Linked DNA regions of Mus musculus: regions 1 and 2 are each linked to region 3. A link is a contact called in public HiChIP or PLAC-seq and Micro-C data. All regions are on one chromosome and are shown on one strand. Each heading gives the region's core, a stretch centred on a gene start, on an enhancer-like site or on the middle of the called end of the contact. The rest is flanking DNA. Distances are from core to core; before and after follow the strand shown.

Evidence for each region. Hi-C and Micro-C count contacts between places; a contact is called where the count stands out from the background. HiChIP or PLAC-seq counts read pairs in DNA pulled down with a chosen protein or histone mark.
Region 1: a contact with region 3 is called in a Micro-C map of embryonic stem cells, with 5 times the contacts expected there. The contact joins the enhancer-like site here to the promoter of Rasef in region 3. A contact is called at or near these places in 5 of 39 promoter capture datasets (cranial neural crest, embryonic stem cells, hippocampal neurons and 1 more), 3 of 484 Hi-C or Micro-C datasets (cerebellar granule neurons and embryonic stem cells) and 1 of 9 other capture datasets (embryonic stem cells).
Region 2: an H3K27ac HiChIP or PLAC-seq map of epiblast stem cells shows a contact between it and region 3, with 3 times the contacts expected there. The contact joins the promoter of Kdm4c here to the promoter of Rasef in region 3. A contact is called at or near these places in 5 of 39 promoter capture datasets (cranial neural crest, embryonic stem cells, hippocampal neurons and 2 more), 1 of 484 Hi-C or Micro-C datasets (embryonic stem cells), 3 of 115 datasets of contacts at active chromatin or transcription factors (embryonic stem cells and epiblast stem cells) and 2 of 9 other capture datasets (embryonic stem cells and pancreatic islet).

Annotation. Positions count from the first base shown.
Region 1 is chr4:74,229,679-74,232,758 of GRCm38.p6, forward strand. It overlaps the pseudogene Gm11405. Among named protein-coding and RNA genes, the nearest start is that of Kdm4c, 21 kb to the right of the region's middle. Within about 2 kb of position 1,458, at least 22 of the 459 cell types and tissues checked have an H3K27ac peak or open chromatin away from gene starts, as enhancers often do. A contact at or near this core is called in embryonic stem cells, where this site is marked.
Region 2 is chr4:74,250,333-74,253,448 of GRCm38.p6, forward strand. Kdm4c (lysine (K)-specific demethylase 4C) reads left to right here and starts at 1,547. Exons shown (of 22, transcript NM_144787.2): 1 at 1,547-1,754.
Region 3 is chr4:73,788,810-73,791,982 of GRCm38.p6, forward strand. Rasef (RAS and EF hand domain containing) reads right to left here and starts at 1,793. Exons shown (of 18, transcript NM_001017427.1): 1 at 1,715-1,793. Gm11240 (predicted gene 11240) reads left to right here and starts at 2,435. Exons shown (of 3, transcript NR_046042.1): 1 at 2,435-2,596.

The DNA.
Region 1 (3,080 bases), core at 208-2,707, 440 kb after region 3:
CAGAGCATCATAAAGACATCTGCCTCACTGTCACCACCAGCACCATCCAGGTGGAGCACCTGGCCAGCTCTTAGAGATCCGTACTGCCATCCATCGGAACGGGGAGAAGTCCTGGTCCCTCCTTTGTCAACTCTTCTTGGTGGGAAAGTTCTCTTCTTCCTTGACAAGTCCTGTCTCCAGCTCCTTGGGTCTCAGGCATGGCTTTTCTTCGCAAGATAACCATCCTTAACCTCAGCTGCTCCTGATTGGCCAAGGAGTCCTGAGCTGATAGTGTTACCCAGCAGCCCCCATCCAGCTGCTCCTGATTGGCCAAGGAGTCCTGGGCTGATAGTGTTACCCAGCAGCCCCCATCCAGCTGCTCCTGATTGGCCAAGGAGTCCTGAGCTGATAGTGTTACCCAGCAGCCCCCATCCAGCTGCTCCTGATTGGCCAAGGAATCCTGGGCTGATAGTGTTACCCAGCAGCCCCCATCCAGCTGCTCCTGATTGGCCAAGGAATCCTGGGCTGATAGTGTTACCCAGCAGCCCCCATCCAGCTGCTCCTGATTGGCCAAGGAATCCTGGGCTGATAGTGTTACCCAACAGCCCCCATCCAGCTGCTCCTGATTGGCCAAGGAATCCTGAGCTGATAGTGTTACCCAGCAGCCCCCATCCAGCTGCTCCTGATTGGCCAAGGAATCCTGGGCTGATAGTGTTACCCAGCAGCCCCCATCCAGGCAGAGCTTTTAAAACCGGGGCTTGGTGCTTGAGAGAAGGATCCGCTGGGAGCTCACATCTTATCCAGTGTGGGGGCGCTTACCTTTCTCTCTCTTCATCCTCAAAGTTGAGGTTGATGGAAGACTAGTGGCTGGCCCTCCCAGATAACAGAGAAGGAAGCTCTAAATGCCACCAGCCTTCCATTTTATGCTTACCTGTAAAAGAATAGATTTTTGCACGTGGTCTGACCCCTGTGAGCTCACTTTATATTGGGTGATGACTATACCTTTTTATTTGTAAGGGGGCAATAGCTGATTCATGGTTGCCAAGGTGCCAGAGATTCCCCGGAGACCAAGGGTGGCTTAAGAGTATGAGTTATTTTTCCTTAACAGCCTCCTTCCTTCTCTGCCAACCAAGGGCCTATATACTCAGTCTCGCTATCCAAGGAGTCCAGTCCTTGGAGCTCTGGGAGCTGTGGTAGCTGTGTTCTCTGCAATACCAGACGGGCTTTTGCAGAGAAGGGAGAATTCAGGGTACACACAGGACTGGACTTAGCCTCCCTAGGTGCCACGGTCAGATGCCGGACATGGATATATATATATATACATACATATATACCTGCTCATCACGGCCATCTTTGTTGTAACCATTTCTGTGTTTATAAATGCATTATCTCTGAAAAAAAAAAGGCAAGCCTGTATACCAAGTGGGCTCTGGGCACGAATACAAAACAGTGTGCCCAGGCCACCATCTGGTGGCACTGAGACAGAACATGCCCAGGCAGGCCACTTGGTGGTGCTGGGACTCAGCAGGCATAAGCCAGCCCATGCCACCACTTGGTGGCGCTGGGACATGACTTGTGTGGAAACAGGCGAACACATAATGCTGTGTGGTGGTGCTGAAACATGGCAGGCAGATGTTCCTGCAATGGCTTATGGTAGTGCTAAGACATGGCAGGCATGTCAATTGTGTGCTAGGCACAGTGCTAAGACATAGCAGGTGTGCAACAGACATGTACACACCACCACATTGTGATGTAGGGTGAAGCCAATACACAAATAGACATGTACACACCACTACGTGGTAATGATAGGAACGGGTTGTATCAGAATAGGTGAACCAGCACAGACACACTGTGGCTCTCAAACACAGCACACTTTCAAACAAGTGTGCACAGGCCACCAGTTGTAAGCCCTTGGACACACCAGGTGTGCAAACAGGCATGCCCAGCTCTACCACGCCCTGAAGCTAGGAAATGTCAGATGTGTGAATATTTGAGTCCATGCTGCCACCTGGTGGTACTGGGACATGGCGCAGTTGCAAAAAGGTTTACCCGGGCCTCCATGTGATGGAACTGGCAAATGGCAGGCATGCAAACAGGTGTGCCACAGGTACAAAGAGACCTATCCTAGGCTGCCACAAGGCAGCATTTGGACATGGAAGAAAACAAAGAGGCAAACCCAAGATATTACGTGGTAGCTGTGATGGTTTGAATGAAAATGGCCCTCTACAACCTCATATATTTGAATGCATAGTAACTAGGGAGTAGAACTGAGGATTGGAAGGATTAAGAGGTCCCATGATCAGCTTCCAAACGCTGACACCATTGCATATACTAGCAAGATTTTGCTGAAAGGACCCTGATATAGCTGTCTCTTGTGAGACTATGCCGGGGCCTAGCAAACACAGAAGTGGATGCTCACAGTCAGCTATTGGATGGATCACAGGCCCCCAATGGAGGAGCTAGAGAAAGTACCCAAGGAGCTGAGGGGATCTGCAACCCTATAGGTGGAACAACAAAATGAACTAACCAGTACCCCCTGGAGCTTGTGTCTCTAGCTGCATATGTATCAGAAGATGGCCTAGTCGGCCATCACTGGAAAGAGAGGCCCATTGGACACACAAACTTTATATGCCTCAGTACAGGGGAACGCCAGGGCCAAAAAGGGGGAGTGGGTGGGTGGGGGAGTGGGTGGGTGGGGGAGTGGGTGGGGGACCGTGTGGGGTACTTTTTGGATAGCATTGGAAATGTAAATGAAATAAATACCTAATTAAAAAAAAAAAAAAACGTACTTGATGTTAAAAAAAAAAAGAGGTGTGGCCTTGTTAGAGTTGGTGTGGCCTTATTGGAGGAAGTGCATCACAAGGGGTAGGCTTTGCTGTTTCAACAGTCCATGCCTGGTCTACTGTTTATCTCTTTGCCTGAGAATCAAGATGTAGCTCTCACCTACTTCTCCAGCACCTTGCTGACCAATCTGCTACCACGCTTCCTGCCATAATGATCATGGACTGACCCTCTGAAATGTTAAGCAAGCCCCCAGTTAAATGCTTCCTTTTATAAGAGTTGCCTTGATCATGGTGTCTCTTTACAGCAATACACCAATG
Region 2 (3,116 bases), core at 297-2,796, 460 kb after region 3:
TTCAATTATTTAATAATAGATGTGCAATCTTTGTAGTTCACAAAACGCCCTAAAATTTAAGATATGTAACTATAGTTTTAGTATATTCAATTGCTTTGGAGTATGGTTGCCAATCTCTATAATATCCACATTGAAAAATTACCAGTTGACTATATATAAGTTAAGTAAGTTTAGAATTGTATTTTTCCAAACCCTAAGCTGTGTTTTATTATTATTATTATTTTTTTATTATTATATCTAAGTACACTGTAGCTGTCTTCAGATGCACTAGAAGAGGGCGTCAGATCTCATTACGGATGGTTGTGAGCTACCATGTGGTTGCTGGGATTTGAACTCAGGACCTTCAGAAGAGCAGTCGATGCTCTTTACCACTGAGCCATCTCTCTAGCCCCCAAGCGGTGTTTTTCCAGTCAAAGAAATATGGTGGTTAGATCTCATTATCTTTCAGTTAATTAACCATATCCCATCTGTCTTTACAGTGCTCCCCCTAAAAAAAAAAAAAAGAAATAAATTAAAAAAAACACATTTAAGTACATTTAAATAGTTATGTTGAGCTTTTTTTTTTTAAAGAGGTGATCAGTTTTTGAGACAGCATATCATGTAGCCCAGTCTAACTTCAGGTCTATGATGTGTTGAGAATGATCTTGAATTTCTAGTCCTCTGATCTCTGTTCCAAGTCCTGGGTTATAAGTATGCACCACATTCATTAGAAATCCTTGTTTTCTAACAACACGTAAAATGATGGTCCTGTGTGCTCACTTTTGTATATGCCTGGTCAGTAACTAGAAGAAATGCAACAAAAAAACCCAGATAGGAACTGTGGGACAGTAAAACCTGTTTAGCCTTTGCAAAACGCTTAGTGTTTAGGCACCTATCTGGAAGTAAGAGTTTGAGATCTGTGTGATTCCTCTGCGGTCTTGGAAGTCAGATTTACACAGACGTGTAGGAAGGTAACTCAATTCAGGATCCCTAATCAAGATTTCTCTAGTCTTTAAGTATTAGACCTTTTTGCTCAAGGGCAGGCTTGGTTGCTAGGAATTTGGGAACACTGCTCACTTGGGATCTCCGACTGAAGTAGGCTCAGAGGTGCAGCCCACTGGTTGGTGTACCGGCACAGGACAATGTCATCGTGAGTCTGGCCTTCCTGACCACCTCCACTCGAGGTAAAAATCAGCCAGCCGTTCTTGCACCGAGGGTTGCCATAGACTCGCACCGAGTCCCTGCAGGCGTGTTCGTGTACTATTTTATTTCAGGTCCAGCCCCTGTGGGAACCTAGTGAGTGATCCGACAAAGATCTGTTGCGCACCTGCTCCTTCTGCTTCGTCAGTGTTTTTCCTCCTTTGAGAAAGAAGAGGCGAGCTTGTCCCCAAGGCAAAAGGAAATACAGCACGGCAAGCGTAGACTAGGCAAGAGGCGGAAGTCTCGGCTTCAAGTCGGGCACCTTTAAGCAGTTTAGAGACCCACGTGACCCAGAGAGCGCCCGGCCCAGCGGTCACGTGGGGGCGCGTGCGCCACACGCAGGCAGAGGCAGCCCGCACAGCCTGCGCGCCCGCGCCGCCTCCCGCCCACCTCCGAGCCGGGAGGGAGGGGAGCGCGGCGGAGGGATTCCGTGGTGGCGCCCCGTGCGCGTGCGCAGCGAACAGCTGTCACCCAGTGCGGAACAAGTCTTCCAAAGATTCCCAAAACCCTCAGGGGAGGCCGCACTTTTCATCCCTTTCATTCGGGTGGCGTCTGGACCTCCGCCAGCGGCGCAGGTAACCTCTTCTTGGTCGGGACGGAGCGGGAAGGGTGGCGGCCTCGGTCCGGTCTTCGCAGGGCAGCACGGGCCTGGGCGCTCCGCGGTGCAAAGCAGTCAGCTGGGAGGGAGGAGGCGGCCCTGACAGTCCATTCTGGCCCTCGGGATTCGGGAGCTCGCTCGCCTGCCTCCCGGGAGCCGATCGGAGGTGCTGTTGCTCCGGACTGCCACGCCTGTGTGGTCTGGGGCGCCGACCGACCCCTCTGCGGCCGACTCCAGGAAGGCCGGGCCTGTGCGTCCTCCGAGCCTCCCTTGGGTCGGGATGTCCGGATCCGCGAGGTAGCAGGTAGCCCGACCCTCACTCGGGTTCGTTCTTGGCCCTAGCAGATGATCTTTCCCTTTTTCTTTCCTCCGTCTTGAGGCCATTTCTTTGTGCGGTTCCTGGGGGGAGCCATGATGCGGGGTAGACAGTGGGCGCTTAATAGATGCGACTTCGTTGCGGCATGTGAACTGCCAGGGAGAGAGGGCGTGTTGTGCGATGGGAATGCCAAGAAGGCAGGCGGTCTAGCTCGGGCTGGAAGTTGGTGTTCTCTGCTCAGCAGTGAAAGCAGCTGGACTCAGTTCTGAGGATTTTCTTGGGGACCCAGAAGGCAGCCGCCGGTGTGGCTGAGCCCGCAAGCTCGCACGTAGTCAGTCAGGTGCTCTGAGAGAAGACTTGGAAGACTTGACCAACTTTTTTTTTTTTTTTTTTTTTTAAATCTTGGACTCAGTACGGTCACTCACACTTGGTGATTTACCTAGTACTGCTTAGAAAGCTTACGTTAGAAATGAAGCAATTCGGAACCCGGGAGACGCTTTTGATAGGCTCGGTAAGCTTAGGTTAGCACCAATCTTTGCTGTATTTCACCCACTTGAGTTTTGCGTTTAAAAAGGGCGGAAGGGAGTGGAGCCTAACTCTTTCTATGGGAAAAGTTATTAGTATTCTAATTTAAAAGTGTGATGGTTAAAACTTTTGGTATTTTTGGTTGTTTTTTGAGTCAGGGTCTTATATGTAGTCCTGCCCAACTTAGAACTCTGTATGGTAGCTAACCTGGTGCTCCAGGAAATCCACCTGCCTCTGCATCACCAGTGCAGGGATTCCTGCTGGTCATATTTCTGCACTGCTACTGGTTATTTGTTCTCTAAAATTTACGGTCCGTTCCCACCGCCTGGAATATATAGCTCAAGTGGTAGGGCCAATGCTTAGTATCTGAACACCTTAAGTTCGGTCTCTAAGATTGAAAAAGAAAAAAAAAGAAAAAGGAAAAAAAAGTTCGTTTTTAAAATTTAAAAATTTTTTTTTACTATTGAGCATGTTCACTAATGTTTTCTTAAAGCTTGC
Region 3 (3,173 bases), core at 543-3,042:
GTCATACTCATACACAGTATCTCTCCCTATTTCGTTTTTTAAATCGCTAATTAAAAAGTAATAACTTGCAGACAAATGGATGGAACTTGAAAATATCATCCTGAGTGAGGTAACTCAGTCACAAAAAAAAAAAAAAAAAAAAAAAAAAAAAAAAACGCACATGTTATGCACTCATTAATATGTGGATATTAACTATCCCATATACAGTCACCAAACCCAGACACTATAGTAGATACTGGGAACTGCTTGCTGACAGGAGCCTGATATGGCCATCTCCTAAGAGGCTCTGGCAGAGCCTGACAAATACAGAGGAGGAAGCTTGCAATCAACTATGGAGAAGGGACTGAAGGAGCTGGGGGGGGGGGGGGGTTTGCAGCCCCATTGAGGGAGCAACAGTGTCAACAGGCCAGAACCCCCAGAGCTCCCAGGACTGGACCATCAATCAAAAAGTACACATAGAGGGACTCATGTCTCGGGCTGCATATGAAGCAGAGGATGGCCTTGTTGGACATCAGTGGGAGGAGAGGCCTTTGGGCCTAAAGGTGTGAGATTCTCTAGTGTAGGGGAATGCCAGGGCGGGAGGACAGGAGTGGGGGAGGGGGAGCACCCTCATAGAGGCGGGCGGGGGTGGGGGGTGGGGTGGGATACTGATTTTAGAAGGGAAGACAAGGAAAGGGGAAAACATTTGAAATGTAAATAAAGAAAATATCCAATAAAGAAAAGGAAAAAAAAAGAATAATAACTACATGTACTGGGAAGATGGCTTGAAGAAAAAGCATAGCCTACAGCAACAGTGTTCAGTTTTTTTCTACTTCCCTGGCTGAGACATTGAGGGGTTTGTTTGTTTTTCCCCGCGTGTATGCAAGGGATTTGTCCTCACACCCAGTTTTTCAACATAATGAGTCACTCAGCCTCCTTGCACAAAATTCCCTTACCGGAGGGAGAAGCTATGATGATGTAGCTTGTGCTGTGGAGCAATCCAAAGGAACCTGACGCCTCCCAGGGCCTTTCCTTTCTTGGAGACCAAGTCTCAGGTCCACAAACTCCCACTTAAAACGAAGTCTCTCAGGTCTATTAAGAACAGCCATAGCTCAATAAAATCGCAGCTAAATTCCAAACACAAAGGAGAAAAAACTTCCAGTGAAAAGCGGAAATGTAACGAAGGTGAGAGTGACGTTCTCACCCTAAAATCGCCCTTGTACTACTTTCGTTGTTAGTAACTAGGTAATAAGTTATGTTTCCTTATCTGTAAGGTCATGGTGTGATTGTGTCCTTTCATTTACTGAATAAAAGCGATTTTTTTTCAGCTTAGAAGACCTGAGATCAAATTTCTGTTTTTAATCAACTAAGCAAGTCATTTGATGCTTGTGAATTTAAATTTCTAGTATTCTTTCTCATTCAGTCCTAAACAGACAAACGTACTTCCTAAACTATCCTTAAAATAAAAAGAGTGACGTCGTGCACATCAATAAGTATGCGAATCCAGCAATGCTATAGCTTTCTTTCCGGCCTTAGCAAACACAACTACTATTATATTATAGGATGCCAAGCTAGCAAACTGCTGAGGGTAGCTTCTTAGTACGGCAGGGAAACAGCAGAAAAAGGTGACAGGTGAGGTCACTGTGAGCCACCCAGAGTGTGCCAGCTTCAGCTGCCGGAGGCTACAGGTGTCAACCACCACAAGCTTGCAGGAAACCCTGAACTCCTTCCCTACCGTAACTCCAGATCTCCTTCCCTTTTCTTTGCGGAGAAATCACCGCCAGTTGTCGAACAGAAAAGGCGACTCACAGATTGGGTTTTCCGTTTGCGAAGCGCACGCCTCCCGCGTTCGCCTGACCACGCACCTGGGAATGAGTTGGGCCTCGTCTCCGAGGCGCGCATGGAAGTCCCGCCACGCGGGGCTCGGGCTCTCCGGCTCTGCCACTTCCCAGGCGCCCTGGGCCTCCGCACTGTCCCGACCGAGCGCTCCGCGGAAGCCACGCGCGAACTCCGGGAAGGTGATGGCGCCATCGCGGTCCGTGTCGAGCCCCCTGAACACGGCCTCTGCTTCGGCCTCGGCCACGTGCAGCTCCGCGCACAACGCGCTGAACTCCGCACGCTCCAGGCGCCCGGAGCCGTTCGTGTCGTAGGTGGCGAAGACGGAGCGCAGCCGGGTCAGCTCCTCAGGGTCCGCGTCCGCCTCCATGGCGCCGCTGGCCACCGCGGGGCTCCGAGCTCCGGGGCTCGGCCAGTGGAGCAGGTCCGGCCGGTTCCGCCACCTGCCGCGGGCGGGGATGTCCGGGTGAGGCGGGGCGCAGGAGAGCCAGACGCTCGCCTCCAGCTGCAGCCGCCCGACTGCTGCCCTGAGCCACAGAGCGCCACTGGTCACCTTCCTGTGAGTAAGCTCCACCCTACCTTGGAGTAAAGACACAGGCTGGCTCCCAGACTTTCTTCTGCAACAGCTGGACCATCTCTCTGTTAAGCTTTGGGGACTTGCTGGAGGCACAAACACAGATCATAATGGCCTCTTATTCAAGTTCTCCTCTGCACCCCAGATACTGACCCTGCCTGCCTGAACATGGAGTGCAAACACACCCGCACCGACCAAAGGGGGAAAGTGAGTAGAGATAAGATTCCAAATTGGCTAAAGTTATTGGCCATGTATCCTCTCGTAATTCCAGACACATGGTAAGTCTGCCTATTCAAAAGATTCTGGTTTAAAAAAAAAAAAAAAGTACCAGAAGTCCATATTCTCTAATGCTATGTTCATTGTCATGTTGATCTCCCATATCCCTAAATAGAAACAGTCACTCCATGACTTCTTGACCTTAGAAAAAACAAATACCAAAATCACTTAGAGAAAGCATTCTTTTTCATTTTTGTACAGGAAAAAAAAATTTTTTAATCATGTTTTCCCCTGTCCCAACTTCTCCCATATTCTCCCCCCTCACCTCCCTCCCTACCCAACTTTATGTTCTCTCTCTCTCTCATCCTCTCTCTCTCTCTCTCTCTCTCTCTCTCTCTCTCTCAAAACAAACAAAACAAAATATCCAAACAAAAGAAAAAAGACCAAAACAACAACTCAAGCCCTGTGTCCTGGCCCAGAGCATGGTTGATATCCTCAGTGACATCCCATTGGAGAAAAACTTATTTTCCAGCAGCAGCAGCATATAGTTTCTTGATCAGTGGAAGGA